Linked DNA regions of Arabidopsis thaliana: region 2 is linked to region 1. A link is a contact called in public targeted proximity ligation data. All regions are on one chromosome and are shown on one strand. The core of a region is the stretch at or near the end of the contact, and the rest is flanking DNA. Distances in the headings are between cores, read along the strand shown. Region 1 holds the start of AT1G26730 (EXS (ERD1/XPR1/SYG1) family protein). Region 2 holds the start of AT1G26790 (Dof-type zinc finger DNA-binding family protein).

Region 1 (2,700 bases), core at 148-2,647:
CTAAAGAATAAAATTAATCCATGCATATTAAGCTGATATAAACTTCGTTATGTGATACGATAAACATATGAACTGGACGGGAAGAAAAAATGAGAAAGAAAAAACATAAGAAGTTAAGAACTGTCGCTAGTCTTATTAAAACTTTATCAAAGAAAAAAGAAAACTGTAGCTAGTCTTAAAGTTGTTAGATCCAAATATATATCAACACCGACACATCATGTACCTGGACTCTTTTTCTTTTCTAGCGTTTGGATTTCACATTGAGTCAAATAGAGTATGTTTGCTGATCTTAAGATCCTACAATTAAAGTTATTGTATAACAAATAATTAAAAAAGACTCTATATGAGTTTTTTCTTTTTTTTTTTTTATTTTAAAATAAAGAAGGCTATGAGTTAATCCACTTATAGTAATATCAATTTTGAGTTAAAAATTGATAAATGTTTTTTTTTTTTTTTTTTTGTCACTCAAAGATTGATGAATGTTAACATAGGAAATTTCAAGAGTAATTTTTTATTTTGTAATTTGCAATTTGGGTAATTTTGGCGTATTTAGAAAGTTTTTTACTACATAATGTTCCATTGAGAACTATACTACATGGTTTACTGTTTATGACGACATAAGGTAAACGGTAAGCAATGTATAGACTAAAGAGGATTGCTAATCATCTCCACTAAATATTATATTGACTACTGCGAATAATGGATACTGTGAACATGACGATGGACGGTAAAAATTGTATTTAAGTTAACCACCGTAATAATGGATCATCCACTGCAAATAGTAAGTGTATCGTTCACCGTGTACATTGTTTAACAATGTAACTGATAAATTAGGAAACTCATATTACTCTCATCTTATTTTAGGAATATCACATATTATGTAATCATGTTAATTGATTCATTGTACTCTTTACTGTAGATAATTGAATACACGGAGAAGGGAACCAAATATTGTGCTTCTCAGTTCTCATCATTCAACAAGGTATCAGAAACTTTTCTCAAAACGTAATTTTCTCTAAGCCGCCATACTAAAACTTAATTGCTCTCCCTTTGTTTTTTAATTCTACGTCTCTCACCCTCTGTTTTTTTCCTCTAAATTCTTTTCTTCTTCCATCAACAGTAACATCCACCGTAAAACAATGTATCGGTCACTGTGAACCGTGTGTTGCTCACTAGAACAGTGTGGAAGTGCATCATTCCACGCAAAAAGTGTATCGTCCACCTGTTTTCTTTCTGTTGTATTTGTTTATATTATTTTGATGTTTGTTTTTACCACAACCACTTTGACCCCTTTATGATTTTAATTTAGAGGAAAGACTTTTTGTACATGTGAATTGTTATGCAATTATTTTATTTTAGTCGTCAATCTGTCCACCCAAGAGCCCACCACAACAAACATCTTTTTCAATTGTATTTCAACTCTTTTGATTTTTCTCACGTGAAATTATATCCACTTGCAAATCTTCATGTGACTCAATATCCCTCTCTCTATAGTCTATATACATATATATATATATATATGAATATAAGGGACTTGTTGAATAAACTCCGAGTTTTTGCATGGTTGGCAAATTCTTATAACCCCACCCTTTGTTCCTCTTACACGCTTTCTAGTTTATTTCTTCCTCTAATAGCTTTTCTTTTTGTCTTCTTCGTAATTTGCTCAAAATCTGTTCTTTACTCTGCAGCCAACTTTTCACTGAGGCTGGGAGAGACAGAGATTGATCTCAACTAAAAGAGGCTTTTCATTAGATCTGGATTCTTGAGTTTTACAAAGAAGTCCAGAGAAACCAAATATGAAGTTTGGGAAAGATTTTGTTAGGCAGATGATTCCAGAATGGCAACAAGCTTACATGGATTATGCTGGTCTCAAATCTATTCTTCAAGAAATCCAAACTTCACGGAAAAGATCAGAGAGACCAGGTATCTTGAAACGCAAGCTATCTGGTAGCCGCAACTTCAGCGGCCTGACAAAGCGGTATAGCCGCACCGCCTCGACTCGGGAACCAGAAATTCAGGACATTCTGGTGCACGCAACTACTGGGGATGATGGGTTTGAGAGATACGAGACAACCATCTTGGAAGTTGCAGAGGCGGGGAGAGAGTCAGAGCTTGCGTTCTTTAAAACCCTAGATCTTGAATTCGATAAAGTTAACCATTTTTACCGGTCTAAAGTGGAGGAAATGGTGAAGGAGGCAGTGGTTTTGAACAAACAAATGGATGCTCTCATTGCTTTCAGAATCAAAGTTGAGCGACCTTCTTCTTCGTGGAGCTGCTCTGAAACAGTTTCAGTGGATATGAATGCCTTAGATTCTAATGACCAGAGTAAGTTGTCAGATATTTTTTGTTACTAAGTTTAGCTGAAATGACACAAAGTTTAAAATCTTTTGTGTTTATTTTTGAAGGGAATACATTAGCTGAGGAGATGGGAATCAGAGTAGAGGGAAATGGATCCAACGGTGGAGATTCAACGAAAGAGAGTGTACCACAAGTGTTAAGTGTTCTTGAACGTATCAGATTAAACAAAACTCAGGAAACTCCTCTCTCCACAATTAAAAACGTCCTCAAGCTCTCTAACCAAGAAGAGCTCAAATTCACTAGAGAGAATCTCAAGAAAATAGAAGAACGGCTTAAGAATGTCTTCATCGAGTTTTATCGCAAGCTTCGACATCTCAAGAATTACAGGTAATGTTGCTTCTT
Region 2 (2,700 bases), core at 118-2,617, 34 kb after region 1:
GTATCTACAAAGTTTCTTTTCTCCTTTAACGTTATATGCTCTCTCTGAAGTTCATAGATCTTGCCATGGCTGCAGGGTTTGCTTGCAGGTTAAGATACGTTTCAGGGACGAATCTGTTGTTGCTGCTCTTTGTTTCAGCTCCATTACTGAAAAAGCTGAATTCTTGTGTCTTCTCGCGGGTCATCGGTACTGGATACCACACATGGTTATTTGTAGCCATACTTGTTTCATTTTTGATGCTCTGAGATTCCAAAAGCAAGCTTGTTCTCTCAAAAGCATTTTTACTCTCTTTAACAGTTTCATGAGAAGTTTCGTCTCTTGTCCTTTTCCCAAGACATGTAGAAGTGTCGAGGGTAGACCAAACCGGTATCGCGCAGCCCCAGTAGACGGGCATGTGGTAGAAACTAGGGTTTGGAGGGTATTGGTAAGGCCAAGGAGGCGAAACAGGGGATGCTTGGGGAGGAAGTAACCCTTGGAAGTTGTTGGGTTCTTGTGAAACAGGTTCAGCGTTTATCTTCACTTCGTTTGATTGATGCTTAGGCCTCTCAGTTACCAAAGAGTCCGAAGACTCGAAGCTTAGAATCTTTGTTGAGGAGCTATTGTAATTGTCAGTATCCTCGGAAGTGATGTGCAGGTACTGGTCTGAAGAAACCCATCCCTTGTTCTTGCGACGGCCTGAGCCAACCGGGACGATCCTCATGGATCCACCAGCGGTCCAATACCTCTGGCATTTTCTACAGAAGTGACGTGGCTGGTTAACGTTGTAGTTGTTGTAGTAACAGAATTTGGTGTCTGCGCTGTTGCATCTCGGACATGGAAGAATCTTGTCTGGTTTCTTCAGTTCAGTTGTTTTCTCTTCTTCCGATGTAATTGTTGTGATCTCGCTGTGTTGGTCATCACTGTTCTCAGATGTTTCTTTTGACTCGTTGTTAAGATTAGATGACAGCTTAAGACTTGTATTGTCAGTAACAGATTGGTTATTCATCTGAAAAAAATTGAAGGAACTTGGATTAGGATTAACATCATGAACTAGTTTCAAACTGATACAAGGACTAGAGAAAATATTAAATCTTTAGCATTTCTTAACAAATAAAGGTAAGACCATGAAACATACCATGTGTGGTCGAAGTGATAGAGAAGAAGACGAGGAAGACGAGGAAGAATCAGGAAGAACATGGGACGAAGAAGAGTATGGATCATGAGAAACCGGTGTAATTGTCCAGCCAAACAATTTAACCGGAGTATCTCTAACTTGAGACATACCAATCTTTGAAGACATAAGACAGAAAAGAAGATGGAGTATGAGATTAGATTTGTGTTATGTGTTTATTCTTTATTTGAGGTCTGAGACAAGAGTATGTATAAGAGGCTGAGGTTGGTATTAAATTAATAACGGATCACACAGAGCCACAAGCCATAAAGACAGAGAAAATGGAGAAATTACACGTCAGCTTAGAGAGGGACATGAAGAGATGAGAGAGCCACATGTTGCAAAAAAGTGGGCTTTTTGCTATCTCTTTTCATGCTCTTTTTGATCTCTCTTTCAGTGCCACTAAAAAGATTTGCCTCCTTTATTGTCAGCCACGTCTCATTAAAATGTACAACTTCTTTTGGAATATTCATACAGAAAATTAGAAATACAATAATGCGAAAACATTTACAAAAATGCCAGCTGCCATACATCAGTTCAAAATGCTATATTACAGATGTTCCAATGTGGTTTTGTGAATGAGTACAAAATATTTTGGTTTCTATACGAATAACCAAAATATTGACTACTAAAAAAATTGTTGCTAGGGTAAGCAAAATCAGATATTACAATATGAATAACCAAAACATCGATTATAAAAACTAATTTCTATACAAATAACTAAAATATCGATAACTATTTTCTCCTTGTCATCCCTAGCGACGAGACAACAATCATCATTCTCCTCGAGATGATATCAAGATTGCGGTGGTTAAAATCTTGGTAAAGTGCTATGTTTACCATGTTGGACCATTTATTTTTACTCTTACTCTATATTATTTATCTAATAGGAGAAAAATTTACAACGTTGGTAATTTAGCTTCTCACATGCGTGATCGTGAGATACAAACACATTGTTGTGCACGATGTGTTTGAAGCTGGTTTAGAGTGATAAAAGACGTTTTGTTGCTAGAAAAGAAATCAATAAATTGTGGTTTAAGGTAGATCTTGCTCTAACAGTTTTTCAAAATAATTTGATTTATTCGCGTGATTCATGCACTTATTTAGTATCACATACGTTACAATTTCAAACTAATATTGCATAGTTGTTAATAATTAAATATAATGATATAGAAACCATTTCATACTAACATTGCATTATTCCATAAATTTGACCATTTTTGTTGCCAAAGAATAATGATATAGAAACCATTAAATATATATTTTATTTAGTATGCTTGTAATTGTATTTTACGTTACAAACTAAAGATTTATACGTATATCCCAGAAGATAATTTGCATTAAAAATAATAACACATTTAATGTATTTTCATCTATAAATTCTTGCTTCTGAAACAGAACAAATATTATTATCTCACAAATTCTTAAAAGTAAAACACACTCATGGCTTTCTCAACCAATCAAAATTTTATTTTTGTATTATTCTTATTTTTCTTTATCCTCAAAACGTCAGCATCATTAACAAATCACTCGTCCCCCGATGGGCTTTT

What was found.
Region 2: a contact with region 1 is called in a targeted proximity ligation map of shoot, with 13 read pairs. A contact is called at or near these places in 19 of 26 Hi-C or Micro-C datasets (callus, cotyledon, leaf and 6 more), 1 of 2 datasets of targeted methods (shoot) and 1 of 3 other capture datasets (seedling).

What each region holds. Positions count from the first base shown.
Region 1 is chr1:9,239,639-9,242,338 of TAIR10.1, forward strand. AT1G26730 (EXS (ERD1/XPR1/SYG1) family protein) reads left to right here and starts at 1,398. Exons shown (of 12, transcript NM_102436.2): 1 at 1,398-2,325; 2 at 2,406-2,685. The coding sequence starts at 1,797. AT1G06013 (a long non-coding RNA gene) reads right to left here and starts at 1,226. Exons shown (of 1, transcript NR_139005.1): 1 at 922-1,226.
Region 2 is chr1:9,273,826-9,276,525 of TAIR10.1, forward strand. AT1G26790 (Dof-type zinc finger DNA-binding family protein) reads right to left here and starts at 1,368. Exons shown (of 2, transcript NM_102442.2): 1 at 1,115-1,368; 2 at 1-985. The coding sequence starts at 1,279. The coding sequence ends at 32. It overlaps AT1G26795 (Plant self-incompatibility protein S1 family), which reads left to right and starts at 2,556. Exons shown (of 1, transcript NM_102443.1): 1 at 2,556-2,700. The coding sequence starts at 2,594.